Linked DNA regions of Mus musculus: all the other regions are linked to region 3. The links are chromatin contacts, called in public HiChIP or PLAC-seq and promoter capture Hi-C maps. All regions are on one chromosome and are shown on one strand. Each heading gives the region's core, a stretch centred on a gene start, on an enhancer-like site or on the middle of the called end of the contact. The rest is flanking DNA. Distances are from core to core; before and after follow the strand shown.

The links. Promoter capture Hi-C pulls out the DNA fragments that hold promoters and counts their contacts. HiChIP or PLAC-seq counts read pairs in DNA pulled down with a chosen protein or histone mark.
Region 1: a promoter capture Hi-C map of stem cell-derived epiblast-like cells shows a contact between it and region 3, with 4 times the contacts expected there. The contact joins the promoter of Ciz1 here to the promoter of Ass1 in region 3. A contact is called at or near these places in 2 of 39 promoter capture datasets (pre-B cells and stem cell-derived epiblast-like cells).
Region 2: a promoter capture Hi-C map of hippocampal neurons shows a contact between it and region 3, with 2.6 times the contacts expected there. The contact joins the promoter of Uck1 here to the promoter of Ass1 in region 3. A contact is called at or near these places in 1 of 39 promoter capture datasets (hippocampal neurons) and 1 of 115 datasets of contacts at active chromatin or transcription factors (microglia).
Region 4: an H3K4me3 HiChIP or PLAC-seq map of embryonic midbrain shows a contact between it and region 3, with 5 times the contacts expected there. The contact joins the enhancer-like site here to the promoter of Ass1 in region 3. A contact is called at or near these places in 2 of 39 promoter capture datasets (cranial neural crest and pre-B cells) and 2 of 115 datasets of contacts at active chromatin or transcription factors (embryonic midbrain and memory CD8 T cells).
Region 5: a contact with region 3 is called in an H3K4me3 HiChIP or PLAC-seq map of embryonic limb bud, with 5 times the contacts expected there. The contact joins the promoter of Prrc2b here to the promoter of Ass1 in region 3. A contact is called at or near these places in 2 of 39 promoter capture datasets (hippocampal neurons and pre-B cells) and 1 of 115 datasets of contacts at active chromatin or transcription factors (embryonic limb bud).

What each region holds. Positions count from the first base shown.
Region 1 is chr2:32,359,820-32,364,815 of GRCm38.p6, reverse strand. Ciz1 (CDKN1A interacting zinc finger protein 1) reads right to left here and starts at 1,618. Exons shown (of 17, transcript NM_028412.2): 1 at 1,518-1,618; 2 at 837-1,011; 3 at 482-597. The coding sequence starts at 1,006.
Region 2 is chr2:32,257,750-32,262,558 of GRCm38.p6, reverse strand. It overlaps Uck1 (uridine-cytidine kinase 1), which reads left to right and starts at 2,454. Exons shown (of 7, transcript NM_011675.2): 1 at 2,454-2,650; 2 at 2,820-2,979; 3 at 3,892-3,988; 4 at 4,140-4,282; 5 at 4,375-4,469. The coding sequence starts at 2,525.
Region 3 is chr2:31,468,958-31,474,284 of GRCm38.p6, reverse strand. It overlaps Ass1 (argininosuccinate synthetase 1), which reads right to left and starts at 4,015. Exons shown (of 16, transcript NM_007494.3): 1 at 3,946-4,015.
Region 4 is chr2:32,051,945-32,057,276 of GRCm38.p6, reverse strand. Nup214 (nucleoporin 214) reads right to left here. Exons shown (of 36, transcript NM_172268.2): 36 at 3,302-5,158. The coding sequence ends at 5,125. It also overlaps a transcript of Fam78a not described here. Among named protein-coding and RNA genes, the nearest start is that of Mir7674, 3.7 kb to the right of the region's middle. Within about 2 kb of position 1,631, at least 14 of the 459 cell types and tissues checked have an H3K27ac peak or open chromatin away from gene starts, as enhancers often do.
Region 5 is chr2:32,149,704-32,155,110 of GRCm38.p6, reverse strand. Prrc2b (proline-rich coiled-coil 2B) reads right to left here and starts at 3,963. Exons shown (of 32, transcript NM_001159634.1): 1 at 3,820-3,963.

The sequences.
Region 1 (4,996 bases), core at 369-2,868, 890 kb before region 3:
ACATTATTTTCACTATGACAAGCATAACTTTTAAAATGGGAAAAGAAAAGGTGGTGTACATATGTGCATATTGTGACCTGCTGTGGGATTTTTTTCTCTCTCGAATCATCCACGCATCTTTTGAAAGTCACCCCGAAAGGCTGTCCACGCTGGGGTCCTGGTAGGGATACCAAGTGATGGCTGTCTAATTAGCTTCTACCTGTGTTGTGACTATGGGCACATGGTCCCTCTTCTGGGCCTCAGGTTGCTATCCTCATTTGTAGAGGGGGGTTACGGGTGTGCCTCCCCTTAGGTTTATCAGCAGAGGCAGGAACGGCCAGCACCGTAGCCCGGTAACCCTGTACTTAGCAGAGTAGCCTGTGGACTTCATCTCCTGGGAGCCTGGTATCTTCATCTATAAGGATGCTGTTAGGGCCGCTGTGAGTGTTGGTAAGAATGAATGGGTTAGGAAGAAGCTGAGGGCCACGGGGAACTGCCATACCTTGCAACTGCTGTAGGAGCAAAGCTCTTTGCAGCATGGGGCCATTGAGCAGGGAGGTCGAGTGGAGGCCCTGGAGACTCAGAAGCTGTTGCGGGGATGACTGCTGGGGGAGGCCCCTGTGTGATGGGAGTAGGGTGTCAGAGGGGTCCTGGGAAAGCCATCTACCCGGAGGTCTCTCACCTCCATTCTCTCCATCTCAATGGCAGATGGAGGATCCCCTCCAAGGTAGAAACTGATGACATTTAATACTCAAACAAGGATGCCCCTGGGGAAAAAATAACTACTGGGAGCCAGGCTCCAAAATGTGGGTCTGAGCCGTCAGACCTCAGACTGCTCCTGGAAGTGGAAAACTCACCGGCTGACAGGAATGGACAAGGAGGCCTGTGGTGGGGACTGTTGCAGCAGCTGTTGGAGCTGCAGTATCTGCTGTTGCTGCTGCTGGAGCTGCTGCTGCTGGAGCTGCTGCTGCAACTGTTGCTGCTGCTGCTGCAACTGTTGCTGCTGCTGGAGTTGCGGGTTGAACATGGTGGCTGAAGGGGGTATGGTGGGTAGGGTCAGATCACCACTTTGGGATGATCCAGCTTCTCTCCCCTCCCAAAACACCCACCCCAGCATAACGCCTGCTAAGCTTCACCGCTACACAGTCCCACCCACGCCAAGAGCACGCTGCATTTATACCCGGGGCTTCGGGGCTTCCAGTTCTTCCGGTCAGCTGCCAGAACAGGATACACACACAGACACGCCTTCAGTTCTTTATCTTCCCTCCCATCTCTTCAACTCTGGCGGTCCAACCTTCTAATCGGAGCACACCTTTCCACTCCCATCTCCTGCCTGTCAGTCACTCTACACTTCCTGGTGCTTCCCGTGCACACTTCCCTGTTTTGGATTCCGCTGTCCTCTCCCTAAATTGTGTCACTTAAATCCATGAACCCTGGATGGGAAACGCTTCCGTCCGCCGCAGCACACCCCCACCCCGCTCCGTTGTCCCTCATCCCTCCACTCCCTTCCCTCGCAGATATAGCCAACGCCACTTAACTAATCCTGTGGCCTCGCCTGTCCACAAAGCCCGTAGGCTCTCTGCAAGTAGCCGCTATCCCTGCGGTCCACCCTTCCCGGGGTGCCCAACCCTCCTCCACTGTCGCTTCCGGGGCGGGCACCACACTGGCTCCCCCTCACCTCCCGGCAATCCACGAAAACCGAAACCGTGAAAGCCACGAGCTGACTCGTAAGGCGGGCTCCGGAGCTCCCGGGCTGCTCGGGACGGTGACCGGACCGGGACACTCCGAAGGCCCAGCGGCTGGCCACTCCCGCGCAGAGCGCCCTCTGGAGGTGCGGAGGCCTCAGCGCGGACGCCGCGGCGGGCGAACAAGCCTCGCGCGCAGGTCACGTCGCGGGGACCGCGACCAATCTGCAATCGCTAGAGCCGCGGTGGCTCCCAGGTGCTATGAGGCGCCGGGCAGCGTAGGCTCCTGTCCCCAGATCCCAGCATCGGGAAGGGGCGATTCTGAGTTCCCACGGCCGTCTGTTTATCTGGCAGGGGCAAAGGGGACCGACAGTCGGTCAGATCCCAACTGACCTCCCCAATGCCACCACTGTCCCCAGATCCCGAGCCCGCGTGGGGCTGGGACAAGAGCAAGCGGGCGCGCGTATGTGTGGTGAATTCAGCTTTAAAAAAATAGTTTTGTTTTTTACATTTTTTTAAAAAAGATTTAGTTTATGTGTATGAGTGTTTTGAACGTATGTGTATCTGTATATCGTGTATATCTTGTACATCCTGGAACTAGAGTTAGAAACATTTGTGAATTGTCTTGTGAGTGCTAGGAATCGAACCCAGCTCCTCTGCAAGAACAAGTGCTCTTAACCACTGAGCTATCTCTCCTCATCCCCGTTTTTTGTTTTTTTGTTTTTGTTTTTTTTTGTTTTTTGTTTTTTTTTGGTTTTTTTTTTTTTTGGTTTTTTTTTTTTTTTTTTTGGTTTTTGGTTTTTTGAGGCAGGGTTTCTCTGTATAGCCCTGGCTGTCCTGGCACTCACTTTGTAGACCAGGCTGGCCTCGAACTCAGAAATCCGTCTGCCTCTGCCTCCCGAGTGCTGGGATTAAAGGCGTGCGCCACCACGCCCGCCTCTCACCCCCGTCTTTTAAATATGTATTCTTATTTCAGGTGTATGAATGTTTTGCCTGCATGTATGTGTGTGTACTTTGTATGTGCCTAGTGCTTGCAGAGGTCTAAAGAGGGCATCTGATCCCCTAGGAAGAAGTTTGTGGATGGTTGTGAGCCACCTGTGGGAGTGCTGGGAGCTGAACCTGGGTCCTTTGGAAGAAGAACAAACGTTAACCACTTAACAAGTTCCCAAGCCTCTGATTTCCTTTTCCGTTTCATTGTGTTGTGTAGCAATGGCTACATATGGAAACTCACTATAGACCAGACTGGCCTCGAATTCACAGAAACCCGCTGGCTTCTGCCACCACGTCTGACACAGTTACTTTCTTTAATGGCTCTTACCTGCCCCTAAAAAGGTCCTGCCACTGCGGACACCCCTTAGCCCCACTGGTCTTGGCAATTCTTTTATCTTGTTCATCCCCCCACTTCGCGCCCAGTGTAGACTGAGAGGACTGGCCGCTCGGCGGCGCTAGGGACCGCAGAGGACAGATCACTACTGCGCAGTCAGGTGACTGCGCTAACCTGAGGCTCGGGACTCGCCCGGGGGTAATGGGCTCAGGAGGCGAGAGTTCTCGCTCCACTGGGACCTCTTTCGCAGTTGTTGGCGTTAATAGCACTAAAGTGGCTCATCCTGGCCAGAGCGAGCTGGGATGGCCGCGGCTGGGGGTCTGCGGCTGGGGTCTGCGTGTTTAGGAAGCTTGAATGGCGTAATCATCCTTGAAGGATAGGCGTATCTAAGTGACAGGAGTAAATTCATCGGTCGGAAAACTTCCGTGAACCCAGCACATGGGGAGGCAGAAGCAGGGGGGTCGCTAGCCAGCAATAATAATAATAAATAATTAGTAATAATAGTTGTTGTTATTTTAAAGTTAAAAAAAACAAAACAAAACACAAACAAACCGCACTCTAGCTTGGCTGGGCATAGTGGCCCCAGCCTATAACCTTAATGCTTGAGAGGCAGAGGCGGACTAGTAAGACACTGCGGCAAATAAATAAATAAATAAATAAATAAATAGATGCTGCGCCCTGGTTGGAGCACACGCGCAGGTAGTGAAGGTGGAGTCAGGATCGCCTTAGCCATCTGGCTTTGCGACCCTGAGGGACTGAAGGAGTCCTCTCCGCCCGTTTCTTGATCTGCAAAATAAGTGTCCCTTCCAGGGTGTGTGTGTGTGAAGATGACATTACATAATGCTTAGCACTGACGCCGGTACACAGTGAGCTTAGCTAGTTGCTAAAGTGAAAACACTAAAAATAATGCTGGTGCTGGCGAAGATGGGAAGCCAGCAGAAGCTGACTGCGCATGCGCATCTTTCAAGGCCCGCAGCTGCTGAGCCCTTGTCAAGGTTCTCAATGCCCTTTGCCCTTTGCCCGACTAACCCCCCTTGCAGGACTGTAGTCCAGGAAAACGGTGAGAAAAGAGACTTTAAAAGCCAGGACATTTGTTCCTGGAAAACTTATTTATAATAGCAGCCTGGAACGCAGTCAACTTCAGAGGGAAAAACTAAATAAGCCACAATGTCTGCCTCTTAAGAAATAGAAAGCACATTGCCACCAGAAATTAGATTTTCAAAGGATATTAAACATTGACAACACAACATGGTGTGAACTTAGAAGGTTCCCAAACTCCATATATATTATATATAGTCTGAGTTTTGTGGGGGGCAGGGAACAGCGTTTTACTGTCTAATTTGCAGTGATTGCTTTGGATCTGGGGAGAGAGACTTTCTCTTTCTTTCTTTCTTTCTTTCTTTCTTTCTTTCTTTCTTTCTTTCTTTCTTTCTTTCTTTCTTTCTAATGTGTGTGGTCTCAGACCTTGAAGATAGCTGAGGTCGAGAAAGGCTCTGGATCTACTGTTTGGAGCTAATTATCTTTGATCAAGTTCTTGCAGGCAGGATTCCTGCCCCTCAAAAGAGATATTTTTGTTTTTTGAAAGAAAAGACCTCCCTCATGGAAACAGAAAATCCCTGTGGAAATCTCTTTTGTTGCCTCTTAATTTTTATTTTTATTACTAACGTGTTTTGTGTGTATTATGAGGGATTTGTGTGCCATAGTGTGTGTGTGTGTGTGTGTGTGTGTGTGTGTGTGTGTGTGTGCCATAGTGTGTGTGTAGGTCAGAGGTCAGAGTTCTCCCCTTCCAGCTTTATGTGGGTTCTGGGGGGGGTCCAACTCAGGTTATCAGGCTTTGAAACAAGTATTCTTACTCAGTGAGGCAGCCCCTGGCCCTTTTGTTGCTATTGTGAAAAGCCTCTTTATCAAAGAATAAATTCTTAGACTCAGTGGATCTATGTCAGTGCCTACTTTGTTCCAGGGTCCAACCTGCTCCTTCTAGTTATGTCTGATGAACCCCAAAATCAGA
Region 2 (4,809 bases), core at 1,205-3,704, 790 kb before region 3:
GGATTGGGCTGAGCGAAGGTGGTAGAGGAAACTTGGTGCTCATAAGATGTTGGTGGATTGAGTTTGTTTGCTTTTCTGGGTTTTGTTGTTGTTGTTTGCTTTGTTTTGTTCTGTTTTGTTTTGTTTTTGAGATAGGGTTTCCTTATACATCTAGTTGGATTCAAACTCGGAGTCCTGCCCCAGCCTCCCAAGTACAGGAATTACAGGTATGCACCACCATTACAGTTATGATGGTCAGCCTTCATTATCAACTGGAGTACATTTAGGATCCATGGAAACACCTGTAGATGTCTACAGTGGTTTGAAAATGATTGGTCTAGGGAGAGGCACTACTAGGAAGTATGGTCTTGTTGGAGGAAGTGTGTCATTATGGGGGTAGGCTTTGAGACCCTCCTCCTAACCCCATAGCAGCCAGTCTACTACTGGCTTCCTTTGGTTGAAGGTGTAGAACTCTCAGCTCCTCCTGCAATATTCCTGCTTGATGCTGCTATGCTCCTGCCTTGATGATAATGTACTGAACCTCTGAACCTGTAAGCCTGGTTAAATGTTGTCCTTATAAGAGTTGCCATGAGCCAGATGTGGTGGTGCACGCCTTTAATCCCAGCACTCAGGAGGCAGAGGCAGGCGGATTTCTGAGTTCGAAGCCAGCCTGGTCTACAAAGTGAGTTCCAGGACAGCCAGGGCTATACAGAGAAACCCTGTCTCGAAATAAAATAAAATAAAATAAAATAAAATAGAAGAGTTTTCATGGTGTTTTTTTACAGCAGTAAAACCCAAAGACAATGTCTCTATGAAGGTGTTTCTGGTAAAGTTTAACCAAGACAAAAAGAAGGCCAGCCCTGGATGGCCCACCATCTAACGGGCTGAGATCCTGGACTGAATCCCGAGGGAAAGCTGAGTTCTAACATCCATGCCTAGAGAGGCTCGAGGGACAGCTAGGTGGCATCTGGGTGGCATGGCTGTTCCTTGCAGTCCTGAGTCTCATGTTCATCGCCTGACTCTCACAAGCCTGTCTGAAGCTGTTCCTTCAAAACGAGCAATCCTTTTCTCTCAGTCTTTCCTTCCAGGCTCCCACTCTGGCCCAGGCCATCTAGAGACTTATGATAGAAAAGTCTGGTACAAATTAAAACAGGCCTGGATGAGGCTGGGTCTTTCAGGAGCTCTGGCCACTCCATGGTTGTCTTAAGGCCTCAACCAAGTGCTTCAAGTCTGTGCTGACATAAAAGCAGTTGGGCTGGTGGACTGGCAGCACCTCTGCTCGAGGCAGGCAGCAAGACTGGAGAGTCCAGCAGCGTCCAGGTAAGTGCTCCACCCCATTTCTCAACCCCCTAAGTATTCATAGCAAATGAACGTCAGGAGCAATCAATGCTCACAGGAAGAATTGAAGACCAGGCATGATGGCGCACGCCTTTATTCTTAGTACTCAGGAGGCAGAAGCAGGAGGTCTCTCACTGTGAGTTCAGAGCCATTCGTATCTCCTTTGCAAGTTCTAGGCCAGCTTGGGCTACGCAATGAGACATTTGTCATAAAGAAAGCAAAACAACAACAACAACAACAACAGAATTTAAAAGCCAGGTTGTTGGAGTTGGAGTGAGAGTTGGAGTGACTGCTCTTCCAGAAGCCTAGTTTCAATTCCCAGTACCTACTGGTAGCTTTTAACTGTTAGAAAGTTCACTACCAGAGGGAACCGACTCCCTCTTCTGGTCGCTGTGGGAACTCCAAGCATGTGGTACAAAAACACGGGCACGTAAAACAGCCATACATATAAAGTAAAGTGGAAAAAAAAAAAAGTGTACTGCTCTTGCATAGGACCAGAGTTCAGTTCCCAGCATTTAAAATGGGCAGCTCACAACTGCCTGTAACTACAGCCTTATGGGGATCTGACACTCCCCAGGCACTTCAGTCATGTGCACAGACCCATAACACACACACAAGCACATATAAATAAAATTATTATAAATATTTCCTTTTTTTAAAAAGCCAGGCATGGTGGTACATGCTTGTTACTCCCACCCTCAGAAGGCTGAGGCAGGAGAATGTTTGGGGCCAGCCTGGGCTTCAGAGTACCAGACAGCAAGGGCTATGCGGTAAGAATCTGTCTAAAAATCAAGAGATTTTAACAGATTCATAGATACTTAAATAATGCGCCAGGGAGAGGGAGGTCTTCCTAAGTGTCTCAGGATGACACGTTCTCACGTGGCAGGAGGCACTGATGGGGTTAAGCATAAGGCAGGGACGGTCCTAACCCTGTGGGTGACAGGATCTCGGCTGTGCTAGGGAAATAGGGGTCAGTGGGCTGGAGACCTTGGTCTAGTCCAGCACTTGAGTGTGCGTCTCGTCGGGAGGTGGAGCCCCATCCAGGCCCCGCCTCCAGGTAAAGGGGTCATTCTGGAGTCACTGAGGCTCTTCAGGGACACGGCCTTGAGTGCCGCGCCTCATGCGCGCATGCGCTCATGTCCCCGGAAGCGATGCGCACAGCATCCGTCACTACGTCCAGGCGGGAGCGGGCAGAGTCGGTGAATGTATGTCCGTCGCTCCGGATATGGCTTCGGCGGGAGGCGGCGGCTCGGAGAGCGCCGCGCCCGAGGCCGATCGTCCCCAGCCGCGGCCGTTCCTCATCGGCGTGAGCGGCGGCACCGCTAGTGGCAAGGTGAGCGCCCTGCGCCTGGGCCTCGCGGAGGGATTGCCAGGCCGCTGGTTGGGGCGCCATTGCCTCTGGCCCAACCGCGGCACCTGTTGCTAGCAGCTAAGGGGGTCGTCCCCAGGGGCTGGCGGGTCACTCAGTGCACAAGCTCACTTTTGGCACCTTCTGTCCCCAGTCAACAGTGTGTGAGAAGATCATGGAGCTGCTGGGACAGAACGAAGTGGACCGCCGGCAGCGCAAGTTGGTCATCCTGAGCCAGGACTGCTTCTACAAGGTTCTGACGGCCGAGCAGAAGGCCAAGGCTTTGAAGGGACAGTACAATTTTGACCACCCAGGTACCTGGAGAATGTCTGCCTGGAGAGCTGGGGGTAGAGGATAAACTGCTGTGAGATATGGGCTCTACAGAGATTGCAGACTGCCAGACAGATACAGAGATGTGTATGGATGCAGACTGCTGGACCAGGGCTGTAGGAGATGTTTGTTGGATGCAGACTGCCACCGAGGCTGTCCAGGGATGTGTACATAGGATGCAAAGTGCCAGACTGAGGCTGTCCAGAGAGAACTGCTGGACACCAACTGCCAAGGGGGGCGGGGATTGAATGCAGCAGCAATGGGGCTCCGTGAAACATTACCCTCATTTCCCTTGGTAGTGGGCCCACAGAAAGGTAGGGTTTGCTGAATTCCATGAGCCTGGAGTGACTCAAGATTTTTGCTAGAGCCACTTAGGAAGGAGGAGCCAGGAGATGTTGAGGATCGCTTCTTGATGTGTTGAAATCTCTGCCTGGCACCTTGTTGCTGAGGAGCCCTTTGTACACCCTACCTACCGCCTGCCTGACCTTTGGATTCCCCAAGCTGTCTCGGGGCAGTCAGTCTTCAGGGAGGCCAGTTGTAGAAACAGAGGTTAATCTGGGGCTCAGGCCTTGGAGCTTCCTGGCCTGGTAGGGGCCTGTGTTCCTGAAGGTTTAAGCTTTCCTAGGGACTCCTGAAGGTCAGAGAATAGGACTCTTAACTTTGTTTTGCCAGATACAGAGGAGCAGAGGCTCAAATGATCTCTTTCCCCCAGTGTCAGCCAATCAGAAAGTCTTTGTTCCAGTTTCTGGTGGGACAACCTTACCCTTCATCCTGGGGTGTGCTGTGGGGTCCTCAGCACCCCTGGCTCCCAGCTGCGCTGCCCTTGGGCAGAGGTGGTCCTCCTCCTCTGCTGCACCAGAGCAAATGGGCAGTTTGGGCTTCTCCTGTTTTTGTAGATGCTTTTGATAATGATCTGATGCACAAGACCCTGAAAAACATTGTTGAAGGCAAAACTGTCGAGGTCCCTACCTATGATTTTGTGACCCACTCAAGGTAAGCAGGTGGTTCCTGGGAGGGCTGTCACACCCAGTCCCGTGGTGGGTCCCATCGCAGTCTGTTTCCATGGACTGTCCTCTACTCAGGCCCCTTGTTACTAATGTGAGCGGGCCATCAAGCAGGGCCTAGCCTGGTCTCTCCCTGGCAGGTTACCAGAGACCACTGTGGTCTACCCAGCTGATGTGGTTCTGTTCGAGGGCATCTTGGTATTCTACACCCAGGAGATCCGGGACATGTTCCACCTGCGCCTCTTTGTGGACACAGACTCTGATGTTAGGCTGTCTCGAAGAGGTAAGGGCCTCTGGGTCCCTGGCTGGGGTTGGGGTTTTCCAGGAGTCCCAAGGAGGATGGCATATGATGGTGCCTTGTTCCTGTTGCTGCAGTTCTCCGGGATGTGCAACGAGGAAGGGACCTGGAGCAGATCCTGACTCAGTACACCGCCTTTGTGAAACCAGCCTTTGAGGAGTTCTGCCTGCCGGTATTGCCTTTATGCATTCAAACTCAAAATTGGGGGTCAGCTCTGTCCACCTGGGAGCTGTCTGCACTGTTTGCCAGTGTGTCTCAGGCTAGACCCTGGGGTGACTGCATGGCTCTCAGCTCTGTCCGCCTGGGAGCTATCTGCACTGTTGGCCTATGTGTCTCAGGCTAGACCCCGGTGTGCCCGTATGAGCTGTTCTCTTCCAAGTCTGGCCTGTGTGTCTTGCTCACTCCCCTGTGAACTAGGAAAACGGGACCCAAATCCCTGTGCTGCCGCTGAAAGAGCTGCCTTCCGGGTGCTGGGACTAAAGTGCACACCATTGCCAGGCAGTGGTGGCGCA
Region 3 (5,327 bases), core at 2,766-5,265:
GTCTCAAAAATCAAGGTGGAGAGGAGGCTGGGGAGACAGCTCCATAGTTAAGAGCCCTGGCTGTTCTTTCAGAGGACCTGGGTTCGATTCCCAGCTCCTACATGGAAGATCACACCAGTCTGTAACTCCAGTTCCAGAGGATTTGGCGCCCTCTTCTGGCCTCTATGAGCACTGCACACATGCAGCACTCAGCCATACAGGCAGTCAAAACACCCCACAGGTAACACATGAACTAAAGAGGGGGAGAATGTGGAGTGACTTGAGGAAGACAATGTTGACCTCTGTCCCCACCCCCAGATATAAAGGAAAAGATACTAAATCCATACATCTTATGTCGAATCCTTTTGTTAATTAGGCGTTTGCACCAATTTAGGCAGAAGAATTGAAGCTCAAGTTAAGGGACTTGCCAAGACCTTATTAGGCTGGGAATAGCCAGGCCCCCAAACGCAGATCAACTGGGTTGTGTGCCCTATTGATCTCTGTAGGACAAGCCTGGATTCCAGTCTAGAGGTGCCAGAGGGAAGAGGAAGGCAACGGGTGGTAAGGGAGTTCTCAGACATCTCAGGGCATCCGGGCAATAGATACCCCTTGCAGATTCACCCAGCTCTTAATGGTCACTTCTTCCTCCCAGTCTGTTCCAAGGATACTGGAAGCCTCGAGGGTGAAAGGGGGGTAGGTCAGACACCTGCCCTGCCTGCTTGGCCTCAGCCAGGTCTGTGCAGTATGAAGGGCTATGTTCTGCAGGGGCTGCGTGCCTATGCAGGCCTGCAACGTGTGTGCCTGCACTGGTGTGTATGTTTGTACCCCTAAGATTGGGTGTCTGAGAAAGTGACTCTGTGTACTTGTGGTGTGCACCTGAGTGTGTGCATATGTGTGCACATGTGTACACGCATGCTGGGCTTGAAGCCACAGCCTGTGAGCTGGATATAATAATATATATCATCTTGGCTCTCAATCTGAGTAGGTGTCAGTAGCAGTCTGTCCCTGAGGATAACATGCATGTGACTCTTGCTCTGGTCACGTTAGCCACACGAGCCTCTTTGGGCCTGGGGAGTACTTTGGCTGGGCGGTTAGGTGTTTCACTGGCCTGTTGGCTTTGGCTGATGCCACAGAGAGTGTCACCTACCTTGCTAACTAACATGAGCCCAGGCTGACTACAGTCACTCCCTGGTTCTTAGGGGTTTTTTGCCCTTTGCTTCCTGTCTTGGTGACGAGTCACCAGACTACAGACAGCTACCTGGGTTGTTCCTCCACCCCGGCTCTATCTGCTGTCATGATTACTCAGTTCTAATTGGTCTGTTACTACTGTTCTTTTAAAACCCTGACCAGACCTGGCCCAGAAGACCCCTGAGATGACTCTCAGTTCCCTTCTGCAGTTTCATGTCTGATAAAACTAGACTGCAATACCAATATTGAACAGCAGGAGGCGCACCATCCTCCTACTGGATCTAGCCTGTTTATATTTGATTGACGGGTTTCTGATCTTCATGCCCGAAGGAGGCAAGGAGGGAGACTAAGCGGGTTTTACCAATTTCTGGTGAGAGACTCAAACCTTTATCTAGTGTAGCTGTTCTGGAAGGCCTGAAGACACGTGTAGTCCCTTTGACTACTGAAACAACGGAATTCCCAGGAACTTCCCAAGCTGGGGAAGGAAAAACCTGGAGCTCTGGGGAGACTGAGGGAAGGAACGTTTCTCCCAAGAGGCCAGACATGGTAGTGCACACCTTTAATCTCGGCACTTGGATGGCAGAGGCAGGGAGATCTCTGTGGGTTTGGGGCCAGCCTGGTTCCAGACCAGCCAGGACCACATAGTGAGACCTTGTCTCAAAAATAAATAAGCAAACAAACCAAGAGCCGATGTCACACAGTTCTGACCACTTAGCTAAGATAATGATGGCCGGGCCACACCTTGAACGGGATTGCATTCTTGAGCAATTCCTGGTGGCGCTTGCCTTGTTAAAACCTAAACCTCGTGTCAGGATGCCAAAGGTGGGCTTGGGGTAGTGTCCTCTGTTCCTCTTCCTGGTGTAGCTATACAGACTACATGTCCTTCATCTGCCTTTTACCTGTCTCTTTAACTGGGCTAAGGGGTGGGAGGGGGGAAGCTAGCAGAGCACAGCTTTTCAGGGACAGCCAGAGCCCGTGCTCTGATGCTAACAGCTCCAGTAACACTAGAAGAACACACCAGTCCACTCATTAATGCTACCAACTGAGGCTCTGGGTGCCCAGCCATTTTCCAGGTCTAGGGAGGAACCAGCCTCAAAAGAACAGGGAGCCAGGTCCTGGGAAGTGAACTCTGCCCAAAACCTTCAGTGAAAACCGATGCCTCAGACCCAGAGTTCAGCAAGGTATCTCTTCCTGCAGGGCTGCCCGCAAGGAAGGCACTCACTCCAGAAGCAGTGTGTTCACAGCCTGGTGGAGGGATCTGGCTGACCTAGGGGCGTCCAAGGTCAATGAGATGGGCCCTGAGAAAATGCAGCAGGTGGGCCGGGGCGTGGCTCCACCCCAAGGCTCCTGGAGTGTCTGACTTCCTCAGCTCAGAGCAGGCAGGCAGCTGGGGTGAGGGGCACACTTGACCAAGGGTGCTAAGAGCTGTTCTGTCCTACTATGTGCGTGGAGGAGGTGGGTAGTGGACAGAAGTTGCCCTTCATTTATGGACTCCATGGGCACTGGGTAAAGTCAGAATTCCTTGGGCAGCCCTGAGGCCCTTCCAATGCTCCCAGACTTGGCTGGTTTATGGTGGGAGGGGGAGAGGGTAGGGGGAGTTTGAAATGGAGGCTATTCCAGTCTCTGCCCAGCCCAGCTCTTAGGTTTCTCCACTGTCTTCTTCCTTCTGAAAGCCTTGTCTGGGGCGGGGGAGGGGGTGGAGGAGTGGGGGAGTAGGTGGCTGGGGAGGGTTGCGGGGGGGGGGGGGGGACGGGACCCTGTCTTTTCAGGTCTTCATCCCAGACCCAGTGAGCAAGTGGGCAGACCCTGGCCACAGTTCTCAAAACAGCTCACTGAACTTGAACTCTTGGACAGCAAGAGTTCTGAGTCCAGGCACAAGGCTGGCAGCCCTGGAGCTGGGAGGCTGACGTCAGGGGTCACCTGCCAGGTGGAGGAGCCGCAAAGCGAGGGATCAAAGGAAGGGTTTTCCTACTCTACCCCTGGGGAAAGGGCAGGTCTGCTCCTGCCAGCTGCACTTGCAGACAGCCTGACAGACCCACTTCACAGAGGGGAATACTGAGAGCGCGGTTAGTTCTCCTGGAGAAGATTTCCCTCGATTTCTCGGTTAGCCTGCCTTCCAGAGAAGGGCCCAAGCCGTTAACAAGCCAGAAACAGACATTTCCTGCGAAGGGGCTCCTCCCAAAGAGCCAGCCAGCTAGCAGGAAACCTGTCTAGAAGCCCCACCCAGACTGAGCCTGGCATTGCACCCTACGGAGAAGAGAAACCAGTCACAGCCTAGGAAGGACCCGGGACGGGTAGGCAGGGTTCGCGTGTCCACCAGAGCAGGGTACTGTCACACTCAGGAGAAAGGCACACGCCCAAGCCCCTAAGGGCAAAGAGGGGCTGGACCTTTTGCTTACTTTGAGAAACAAGCCTGAACATAGATCGGCGAATCTGATCCAGGGAGAGGGATTCGGAAGCCCCCAACCCTCTGGACTCTCCGGGACTCTACTTGGAGCCTTCGCAGCACACAGAGGATCGTGAAAAACCAGAGGGGGACCTCCATAGTCCTCCTGCTCCGGAGACCTTGGGACCCGTTCTCCTACATGGGTTCCCTAGGCAGGAGGAACGTGTGCGTCACAGCGCCCCGGACATCAGCCTCCTTCCTTCCACTAACTGCGCGGTCACTCGGGGGCTGCCCTGAGCCCACCCCCTGCAGCTGCTCGCTCCCTCTGGGATTCCTTGGTCATGAGACCCTGGATAGAGAGTGGGGACCAAGAAGGGCCCGGAACTTCTTACCAGTGAGCCCAGGCGGCAGTGGCAGACGGCGGAGCAGGGCTGAGAGAGGCGCGCATCCAGGGTTATAAGCACAGGGCCTGGGGGGGGCAGGAACCTGGGACACGTGGGGACGGGCGCGAGAAAGGCCCCGCCCTCGGGCCCGGCCCCCGCTCCGAGCCTCTCAGGGCTCGAGGCCACCTGCGGGTGGGCGTGGCCCCGCGCTCTCTCCCGCTGGCCCCTCCCTCTTCCCTTGGCGCCCGCACCACCTCCCGGGGGCGCACGGGCGTGGGCTCTTGCAATTTAGGTCCCCTGATCCTGACCCGCTGGTGGCGCCTGGGAGGGCGGCAGAGGTTGGAACCCGCGTGACTAGCAAGGCTGATCGCAGCTGTCTTGCAAGAACCCTTGAAAGCGCTGCAAGGCGGGAGTGAAGATGCAAATTGCTTAGGTTCAGAGGCTGTGTAGCCCCACTCGATTTAAAGACTGAAGCATCTGCCCCTCAGAGGCTCTTGCTTTCCCTGATGCTAGCCCACAAGCCAGAGCTAAGGGTTCACAAGAAAATGCAAACGAGTTGGCCAAGGATGGCTGGGGATGCCATTTTAACGTCCTGGCCTGGCACCTGCCCAGATCGCCGTGGGCTCCCAGTAAATGGTGAATCAAAGCCTGGCTGTCTGCTGAGCCATCAGAAGATGGGGAAGGTTGAGGTTCACAGAGGTGAAGCTGCTGGCTTGTAAAGTGAACCCGGGGGTTGTGGCCCACATGAGCCAGAAAGCCGTGCCAGAGGCTTCCCAGCCTGGCCTGAGCCCTGCAACACACAGGACAGCCCCTGCCCCAGTGAACCTCAACACCCAGGATTACGGCAAGATCATATCCCCCAGGCAGGCCTAGATTCCAAGCCTCAGACGGCTCCATGCCCATGTTTTACCCAGCTTTCCTTACTACTGCCTTGCCCTGAGACTCTGGGTGCCCTCTGGGGTCCAGCCAAGCCCCTTACTCGGTCTCCTGATTTTTGTTCAAGGTCAGAAACAGCAGCTGTGGGGGCTTCTAGGAGGGAGAAGGTGCCAGACACATTTACAAACTTTAGCTGCAGGATTCTTTTGTGCTCCTGGCCCTGTCCTCCAAGCTAAACGTAGCCCATGCTGGTTAGAAACTCCAGAGAGCCAGGTGGGGACGGACGTCCAGGGGACAGCCTGAGGCATCTCTCTGCTAAGTGACACTAGAACAGCTGACCTTCGGGCGTCACTGGACCAGCTCTGGACCTTCCTCACAGACAGGAGACTAGTGAGGTCAATGAAAAGAACATGCCAGCAACTTTTGAGCCACTTTGAGGCCATTGGTCCCCATTTGCTGACTCGGCTTCTTAGGGCTGGCCCAGAAGCTTTCCATCTTACCTTTATGAAATATAT
Region 4 (5,332 bases), core at 382-2,881, 590 kb before region 3:
ATACTAGAGAGGACTAGGAAGGTGGCCCAAGGGGCTTTTGGGAGAGGCTTTATGCTCCTACACTGAGACCTTTGGGAGGTGTGGACACCAGGAGAGTTTTGAGGCCCAATGAGACAGAAGGGAAGCAGACAATGCAGCCTTGGAGCCATCAGGGAGTGAGGCAAGCGGGACAAGGAAGGGAGAGAGGTCACAGGGCCTGGAAAGAGGGACATGGTCATCCAAGGTCCCTTCAAACCACAGGGAGAGGCCAGGCTGCATCTGTGATCGAGGTTTTAAGACCAGCTGTGGCAGCAAGATGGAGCAGGACTGAGATGTAGCTAGGCTCCTGCCTTCTAGTTGTCGCCCCTTGCCTAGAGTCTCCGATGCTGCCAATCCTAGACCCCCAAACCACGCTGAGCATCTCCATCCAGGGCGTTGGTATGAACGACTTCTATTTATAAGCGGAAAGGGGATAAAGCAGCAACTGCAGCCTTAACTCGTCTGTGGAATGACCTCTTTTAGTCCAGACACAGCAAGAGAAGGGTGGACCCAACAGCTGAGGCTGTGGGGCTGCTGCCATCAGGGGCTTAGACACAGCAAGTTATGTCCACTTGAGCCGAACAGGTCTGGCTCTGGGACAACGTGGGCTTGACAAGTTTGCCAGGTGGCCTTGTCCGCACAATTCCATTTTAGACATGTTTCTTTCTCTGGGTGCGTTATCTTTGAGGGCCTGGCATGTTCTGCTCCTTGGGCTGTGGAGTCCTGTGCTACCAAAGCCTCTGCAGAGACCATCTGTCACCTTTCAGGTTCACAACATGGCACTGCTCTGGACTGGGTCAAGGGCAGAGGGAAGAGCTGTGGGTTGGGGTTTGTCATACTGGAAAGGTTTTGGTTCCTTTGTTGTTCAGGGGTTGTTCTTGTTTTTGAGACAGGGCTTCCCTGTGTAGCTGGCTGTCCTGGAACTTGCTCTGTAGACCAGGCTGGCCTTGAACTCAGAGAACTGCCTACCTCTGTCTCCTGAGTGCTGGGATTAAAGGCATGCCCACTACCACCTTGCTAAGATGCTGTTTTGTAATGCTTTAAGGTCATGGTGCAGTCAGTGTGACTGTGGTCCTATTGGCTTTTGTGTCCCCCATGCCACAGCTTGCTCAGGTGTGCCCTTATGTCTCAGCCTTGGCCTCAGACAGGGAGTTCAAGCCTCCATCCATCCTTATTCAGGGGAAGAACATGACCATCAGGGATGGGCGCTCCCCCGGAGTGTTCAGTGGCTTCTTATCATCTCAAGAGGTTCCTAACCAGCCATCACCAGAGCCAAGACAAGACCTAGAATTAGGCACAGGGTCCACCCGGACTGTCACCCATTCTCTGTACCACAGAGACTTGTCTGCATGCTTTACTCATTAGGGGCTCTGCCTCTTCTGAGGAGCTGGAGCCTTGAGAGCCTCAGTGTGGGCTCCTTTTGGTCCTTTGGGAATTGAAGAGCCAGGCACCGCTTGAGGCCCCTCTGCCCGGAAGCAGGTCTGTCTCTCCATATGCTTGAAACTTTGCCGACCAGGTCTCTCAGACCAAGGGGACTGCAGTTGTGATAGGGAAGCTCACAGGAGGTCTATGTAACTGGGTAACTAGCTCTGTTCTGCCTTGGCATGTCATCCTGTCTACCCCCACCCAGCCAAGGCTTTCATCTGCCCTTGTATTCCCTTACAGGCTCCTTTCTATACATAGAAGGCAGTTCAGCCTAAACCCTTGACCTCAAATTCTCCACACTAATCCTCCATTGAGACAGCATTTGACATCGCTCCATAGGCCGTATCAGCTGTGCTCTGCCAGAAAACACTCCAGCACTTACTGTCGTGCTTAGTGAGGCACAGGAGGAATGTGCTGCTGCTGTCAGCCCCCTCTAGCTCTTTTTTTGGGGTGGATTACATTGATAGGTGGCCAGGTCGAGCCAGCAGCTCAGTGCATGTCCCATTGAAGTTCAGGATGCTGGGCTGGGAGGGAGCTGGGCTTCATGGAGCTTGAGGAGGAGGGAGAAAACGGATTTTTCTAAGCTCTCTCATCATGGTCTGTTTTGCTTTCCCAGATGTAAAATGAAGTTAGTGCTTCAGGTGGTCACAGTGGTAGAGGCCATCGTTTGGTTTCTCAGAGACAGACTCCCATTAAGTCCAGGAGCTCTTTCCCTGTGCACACATGTGCACAGTGGCTGAACCTGTCTCAGGGCTTCCCTGCTGCCTTGCTTTTGCTATTTCGGCAGCCTCCACAGAAGTTTCTGGGTCAGGTCTCCGGCACCGCAGGGAGGGTGTGGACCATGGAGACCAACTAACTCAGCACTGAGCCTCAGCAGCTCTGGCTAGAATTCAGCCTCCAGAGTAGTAGTGAGGGGTAGGATGCTGCCCAGCAGGTGGCCGGGCCTGAGCAATGACAGTACCTGAGAGCACTTGCATTGAGCTAGAACTCAGTGGTGGTGACTGTCATTCCCATGTACAGGACTGGATCTTGTGACATTGAGTATGCTTCCACAGATTCTCACTTTAGGGGGAAGTGTGGACTCCTGACCCATGGTCAGCAGTATGCCCCCCCTCCCCCCCATAAGCACACAGGGATTTGGTAAGAGGCGTAGGTCTGTGCTCAGAACTGTTCCAAGTTGAGGCTCTGATGGGGCAGAGCTACTGTGGGCCCTCCAGCCTGCCTTCAGCATGCAGGGCGTCAGGACAGGTGTGGTCGGCCAGCCTGAAAAGCTGGCCAACACTAACTGTGAAAGGAGTGAGTCCCCAAGGCATCCTCACTCCCTTGGCCATGGTTATTGTGGTTGGTGAGTTCCTGTCATTCTAGAATTGTCAATGAGAGATGTGAGTTTAATATTAAGCTTTCTCGGGCTCGTGAGATGGCTCAGTGGGTAAGAGCACCCGACTGCTCTTCCGAAGGTCCCGAGTTCAAATCCCAGCAACCACATGGTGGCTCACAACCATCTGTAACAAGATCTGACGCCCTCTTCTGGAGTGTCTGAAGACAGCTACAGTGTACTTACATATAATAAATAAATAAATAAATCTTTAAAAAAAATATTAAGCTTTCTCTGGGCACCTACTTTATAAGATATATATATAATCTGATCACACAATTGGGTGTGTCACCTCCCCTCACCTCTGTGGCTGGCTGAAGTCCACTGACAGCAGGAAGTACCTACAGACCCTCTTGCCTGAAGGAGGACCCCCCCCCCGCCCCCCGCCACCTGATCTCTGTCCTGCTGCTTTGTCAAGTGTAACAACTCAATGCTTGAAGCAGGACTATGGCACCCTTGGAAATTACCTCAGTTGAATTTTCTCAGTTCACTAACTCCTTCATTTCCATTTTTAATCTCAGTCTTCCTCTTCAGGTAACAAAACGGGCTCTTCCCTCTCTTTACCCAGTTATAGTCCTCATCCATGAATGTTCCCCATCAAACCCAGAAAGCCTGGAGCAAGTGCCTTTCTTCCCAGCACTTGATATATATCGGAAAGGGTGGATCAGAGAGTTTGAAGCCAGCCAGGGCTGCAGAGTGAGACCCTGACACAAAAAGAAGCCTGGCGATCCCTTGGTCTGAGAGACCTGGTCGGCAAAGTTCCAAGCATACGGAGAGACAGACCTGCTTCCGGGCAGAGGGGCCTCAAGCGGTGCCTGGCTCTTCAATTCCCAAAGGACCAAAAGGAGGCCACACTGAGGCTCTCAAGGCTCCAGCTCCTCAGAAGAGGCAGAGCCCCTAATGAGTGAAGCATGCAGACAAGTCTCTGTGGCACAGAGAATGGGTGACAGTCCGGGTGGACCCTGTGCCTAATTCTAGGTCTTGTCTTGGCTCTGGTGATGGCTGGTTAGGAACCCAGCAGGGCAGATTCCTCTTGAGATGATAAGAAGCCACTGAACACTCTGGGGGAGCGCCCATCCCTGATGGTCATGTTCTTCCCCTGAATAAGGATGGATGGAGGCTTGAACTCCCTGTCTGAGGCCAAGGCTGAGACATAAGGGCACACCTGAGCAAGCTGTGGCATGGGGGACACAAAAGCCAATAGGACCACAGTCACACTGACTGCACCATGACCTTAAAGCATTACAAAACAGCATCTTAGCAAGGTGGTAGTGGGCATGCCTTTAATCCCAGCACTCAGGAGACAGAGGTAGGCAGTTCTCTGAGTTCAAGGCCAGCCTGGTCTACAGAGCAAGTTCCAGGACAGCCAGCTACACAGGGAAGCCCTGTCTCAAAAACAAGAACAACCCCTGAACAACAAAGGAACCAAAACCTTTCCAGTATGACAAACCCCAACCCACAGCTCTTCCCTCTGCCCTTGACCCAGTCCAGAGCAGTGCCATGTTGTGAACCTGAAAGGTGACAGATGGTCTCTGCAGAGGCTTTGGTAGCACAGGACTCCACAGCCCAAGGAGCAGAACATGCCAGGCCCTCAAAGCTAACGCACCCAGAGAAAGAAGCATGTCTAAAATGGATTCGCACACTGTCCAAGCCTGCAGCGACTTGTTGATGTCCCCGTAAGTCGTGGGTTCCAAACAGTGAAGGAAGGACGTGGTGTTTGTAGGTCTGCAAATGCTGTGTATGGAGACGATCAGCAGACTGCCTCTGCACTGGGAACTGGCAGCAGATGCAGAGCATGCAGGAGCAGAGACAGGGTGGCAGGTGACAGGCAGCTCAGCGGCTGCCTCCCTGGTCTGTTTGCCATACCTGTCTTAGAACTGGCTGTGAAGGAAGGGGCCCTCACAGGAGCCTGACATGGAACCACAGAACATGTGGCATAGACATTAACGTGGGGAGGTGTCTGCCACATTCTGCTCTTTTCCATGTAGAGGGGCTCTACTCAGAATGCCACTGGGCAGAGACCACTGGCTTGGTTTCCTCAAGCCATAGGAATGTCTCTGGCTGTGACCCAAATAAATACCCAGATGTTCTGTGCAGAACCAGACCAAACACTTTAATAGCAGACGAAAAACTTGATGTAAAATTTGAAAGCGGGGAACAGGCAGTTAGTTAAGCATTGCTGAGCTTTGGTCTCCAGTGTTTCTTCCTGGCTGAGCGTTTTCATGAGAAAGTTCTTTTGACAGTCTGTTGCTGTGGAGGGATGCGCACAGGAGCTCACAGGAACTTGAGGGAATGCTGACATCAGCTCAGCTTCTCCAGCCACCGAAGCCCTGGACAGACCTGCAAGAAGTGCAGAGAGGATCAACACACAAGCCTCGAGTTGGGCCTGGAGCCTTCAGTAGCAGGCAGCTGGAGACACCACCACAGAAATGAGGCAAGTGTCTCCACGCCCTGCTGCCGGGAAGGCCAATCATCTCTTACTCAGCCTCCCGCAGGCCGGCAGCCCTAAACCCA
Region 5 (5,407 bases), core at 2,714-5,213, 680 kb before region 3:
GCCTAGCAAACTGCAAGATTAAATAAATCAGCAGGTACACAAAACACAACATTCACAGGAAAAACCAAGTTGTCAGCTGTGCACAGTGCACGTATGTAGAGTGTTCCAGTTGCGAAGACGCCAGGACACTCACAGCAGTTCTCTCCAGTTAGCGGGTGGGGTAGGTGAATTGTATCTGTATTTTCTTAAATCCTTGTCAATGTTTTCTAATGTTTTTTTCTTCAGGAATCACGTTTACTAGGGGCTGGGAAACGTTATTTTAAAGGCCCTTGCATAATGGCAGGGAAATCCCTGAGCACCCGAGGATTGGCTTCTCCCAGAGCCAAAGAGGAAGAAGCCAATAGTCAGAGAGGAGGGAGAAAGGGGGGGGGGGGGCACAAAGGCAAACATGCCAGACAATAGCCCCTGGAGGTGGACTTCACCCTGCACAGCCACCTCCTACCGCCATGAGAAGCCCCACACACCAGCATCTCTACAGAATCCATGAAGTTCTGGAAAGATTATAACAGATGGGGGAAAAGTACAATGGAAAACAAAGCAAAGCAAGCAAGCCACCAAGGCAAACACCCCCCTGGAGCACAGATTTCCCACAGGCCCGCCTATGTAAACAGCAGTGTCACCTGTGGTGAGGCCCAGGCCTGCCAGCTCCCAAGTGAGGATGCCAAAGGGCCCCTGTGAAACCTAAAGGCTCATGGTAAACAATGTCCCCGCTCCAGGAGGCTAACCACCTATCTCTCCCCACGGCTTCCAGCACCACTAGCCCTGTGAGGCCCCATCCCAACGTTCCCAAGTCTACCCAAACCCAAGTAGTAGTAATAATAATAATGACTGAAGGCTGAGGGTTGGCTTAGTAGTAAGGGTGACTGTGGCCAAACCTGACAACCTGAGTTTGATCCTGAGGAACCGCGGGATAGAAAGCTAGCGCCAACTCCCACAGGTTGCCCTGGGACCACCACTGGAGGACCATGGTACACAAGCAGAGACACACTCAATAAATATAATCGACTATAATTCAAAAGAAGTCTTAAACTTACTTAGCCCTGCCTTTGTATACAATACTCAAAAGCAAACAAAACAAGGCTCGCAGCACAGAGTCCAACGGGTGTCTGCTGGAAATATTCTTTCTTTTCTTCTTTCTTTTTTAAGAGGAAAAAAAAAACTGTACTGTTTTAAGACCTGTTCCGGCCAGGCCCTATTAATACCTGCTGGCCTGTAACTTGATCTGAACATTTGACAGCAGAGGAGCCTCATTATGGAAGTTAGAAATGCATGCACTGGACCTCCCAGCCTTTTCTGGTTTGAAATAGAAACTAACCCTGAAATGATCAATCTTAAACGCTGGAACAAAGGGAGATGGAACCAACCCACAGCCATTAGCTGGGAGCTGGTACTCTGTGTGAGGCAAAGGGGGGGGGGGGCTTTAAAAGACAATAAAATGATCTTTCTGAGAAAAAGAAACCGGGCGGGTGGGTGGGAGAGAGTCGAAATTCAAACAGGATGGAGGGTAGCGGAGTAAAGCCAAGGCTCAGGAACCAGTTCCGACCGGCCATTCCAGAAACTCCACTCTCCTAAGGCTTTTGACTCTCAAGTGCCCAGGGATTTCCCCTCCCTCACCCTCTCCTTCCCACGGAAGAGTGGGGAGGACCAGAGCAGGCCCCACATGAGCAGCGAGCTCCGCCAGGAATTACAATCCTGGGGGCAGGGACAGTAGACTTCAACCTTCCCTAATCCACCAGCCACAGGCAGACCAGGACCAGACTGGCAAGGGAGGTCAGACAGCAAGGATGAGCCAAATGGCAAGTGTAGAAAAGGCCCTGGAGGGGACATGGAAGCGCCTTAAACTCAGCAAATGATTAAGGCAAATGAAGCAACACCACACACACACACACACACACACACACCTCTCCCTCCCAGACTGCAAGTCACTGTCTATCCAACTGGAAACCAGCAAGTTAACCAGGGCTCTCCAAGAGCCAAGGCCTACGTCACCACACAGAGTGAGACCAATATCTGTCTCCCCATTCATTATCTGAAACCCTTCCATGGTCTCCCACTAGCAGCGGAATCTAGCTGAGCTCCCCTGGACCTTTAAGCCAGCCCTGAAACAATTTGCTGGTCACAGCATTTGCAGGGGGTCCCCAATTCCACAAGCCACAACACGAGGAAAAGTCAGGATTTAAAAGGAACTAACAAAACCAAGGAACCTGCGAGAATGTCCATGTCTACCACCTTCCCAGGACAGAAACGCTCTGCTGTGAACCTTACCGGAGGCTCCCACGAGATACAGCAGGAGTCTTATTATTCCCATTTTATAGATGCAAGAGCTGGGGCTCAGAGACTTGGGTAAAGTCACTCAAGAGGACCTGAACATGGCTCCAAGAGGGACACTTGCCTGAACAAGCTGAAGGCTCCCCGAACAATTATTTGCCCATCCCCAAGGAGGGCAGTTCTCTTCCAAAGTCAAGACTCCCGAGTTCCTGTCTCTTCTCCTATCCATCCTATACAATTCCAGCCCACTGAAAGCCAGACAACCCCCTGCTCTGACGGGGGCTACTAACGCAGTCCGTGCCTCCTCCCCACTGAGGCCCAGCACTAACCAAAGTACCTACGGATGTGGGTATTTTGTTGGGTTTTCACCATGTAGCCCAGGCTGACCTGGAACTTCCAGCAGTCCTACATCACCCAATGTTTTGAATCCCTTCTCCAACGCTGCCACTTCAAACCAGCACCTGTGGCATGCCCCAGCATGGATGACACCACAAGTGGCCAGCCTTCTGTCCTAGGTTGACAGCACAGAGTAACTACAGAGCACCGACGGCTTGCCAAGTCATGCCTCTCTGCCTGTGAAGGCTGAGTAGTCCCTCGGTGGCAGCAAGCATCCCACTCCACAGCCTGTACCCCTCAGGTCCCAGCTTGCACCACGACGGTGCAGACATTACGATACAAAGCAAGCCCCTGCGGTTGTACTGCTGAGAAAGGGCGCTGAGGCTTCAGACAGACGGACAGAAAACCCAAGTGAGATATACAACGCAAACAGACAACACACCGAAATACACGCTAACCTTTCCAGGAAAGAAAAAACGTAGGTGAAATTTAACTACCCTGCAAAAGACAGCTTTATAAAGGTTTCTCCCAGGCAGCCATTTAGCAAATGACACACTCCGGAGAGCATCGGCGCCCCCCTTCTCCCACTTCCTTCAAGCTCACCATTGCCTGGGGAAGGGGGGCGACACCTATTCTTGCCTAACAGTGGGCTTCATCCCCCCACGATATTTACAAAGAAGAAAGGAAAGCAGCAGCGTCCACTTTTATGCAGGCAGATCCTCTCCAGAGAGGCCCACCATCTATCTCAATAGGTCTGCATTTCTCTCTTAAAAGGTAGACGAAGAAAAAGAAACAAACAAAAAAATCAATCTGGCAGGCCCCGAGCAGCGACATCCTGTTTATCATTAAACATTTTTAGCAGCGGCTCCGGGTGCCGTGAAAACACCACCCCGCTTCCCTCAGCCGAACCCACCCGAGCCGGGGCGGCGCTCGGCCTGCGGTTCCGGGCGGCCTCGGGGTCCCGCGTCCCCCACCCCGGCCGACAAGGCCGCCGTCCCCGGGCGCAGGAGAGCCCTCGGGCTCGATCCCGACCCCGAGCCTTGCCCAGCCCCGCTCGGCCCGCCGTCCTCCCGCCCTGGCCGCGAAGACACAACAATGGCGAGCTGGGGAGCGCCGAGCAGGCCGCCCAGGCCGCAGCCCCGCGCCCGCCGCAGCGCACCGCCGCGGAGACAAAGCGCAACCCCGGCCTCTGCCCTGGCCCCGGCCCCGGCCCACCTGGTCTGCGTCCGCGCGCGACGGGCCCGGGCGATGGCGGTCGGGCGGCGGCCGGGCGCGGGGGCGGCGGATGGCGGCGGATTGCGCGGCGGCGGCGCGGGGCTCGGCGCTCTGCGCTCCTGCCTCTGCCTCCTCCTCCTCCTCCCGCTCCTCGGCGCTCGCTGGAGCCTCGGCGCTGTGGCTCGCCGCCGCCTCCCGCCCGCGCTCGGCTCCCCGCCCCCCGCCGCCGCCGCCTCCGCCTCCGCGCCGCCCCCGCCCGCCGCCCGCACGGTGGCCCGCGCAGCGCCCCCTGCTGCGTCGCCCCTGTCCCGGGAGGGAGGGCGGGGGAGAGGAGGAGGGAGAGCGCGGGGAGCGAGCTGGGCCGCGGTGCAGAGGGGCTGCGGAAGAGAGGGACCTAGATGGAGAGGAGGCTCGGCTGGAGAGGGGACGCGGTGGAGAGGGACCTTGATGGACAAGGGGCTTACGTGGAGAGGAGGCCGAGGTGGAGAAGGGGCCCAAATGGAAAGACCTTGATGAAGAAGGGGCCTAGGTGGAGAGGGACCTTGATGGAGAAGGGGCCTAGGTGGAGAGAGACCTTGATGGAGAAGAGGCCTTGGTGGAGAGGGACCTTGATGGAGAAGAGGCCTTGGTGGAGAGGGACTTTGATGGAGAAGGGGCCTAGGTGGAAAGGAACCAGGAGAAGGAGGAAGCCCTGGTGCAAAGAGGCTGCAATGGAGAGGACGGCTCAAATGGAGAAAAAGTAAAGGAACTGGGGGGAGAGGGGGATCCCAGTAGCAAGATACATGGATGGAGATGGGGTCCCAAATCAGAGGGGTCTTCATGGAGAGAGGCTCCTGGTGAAGAGGAATCTCAACGGAGAGTGGATCTGGTTGAAGACCACCCCCACCCATGGAGAAGGCCTCCTCCATGGGTGGGGGAGGGGCTCTTGAAAGAAGCAGACATAGACTGGGAGGGGACCCCAGGGAGAGCTCTGGGGTGAGAATGCAAAAGGGTGGGGAGAATGGGGAGGACTCAGCACCCTAAAAGGCAGGGGATGCAGACCTGAGAGGGAGGGGGGCTCAGAAGAGGGACTGAACTTGGATCCTGCTCCCACCACCCCCAGAGCTCTAGAGCCTCTTGACAGACAAACCTGACAGCCTGACAGTCCTGACCTGTTAGAATGTGTGGAGGGAGAGGGGGATCCCAGTGGCAAGATACATGCAGGAAACACGCAGAAGTGGTACGGCAGAAGTGGTACGGCAGAAGTGGTACGGCAGAAGTGGTTCGTTGCACCATTCCACAGCAAGGTCTCCCTTCCATAACAAGTGCACCGTATAGACACTTCACCTTTTTTTGTTGTTGTTTTATTTTGTTTTGTTTTTCAAGACAGGGTTTCTCTGTGTATCCCTGGCTGTCCTGGAACTCACTCTGTAGACCAGGCTGCCCTCAAACTCAGAAATCTGCCTGCCTCTGTCTCCCAAGTGCTGGAATTAAAGGCTTGCACCACCACTGCCCGGCCACTTCACCCTTTTTAAAACATGACATAAACCACCCCACTTGGGTGTGTATTCGTGTGAATGCAGAACAAAAGGCCTGGGAGAGAGACTGG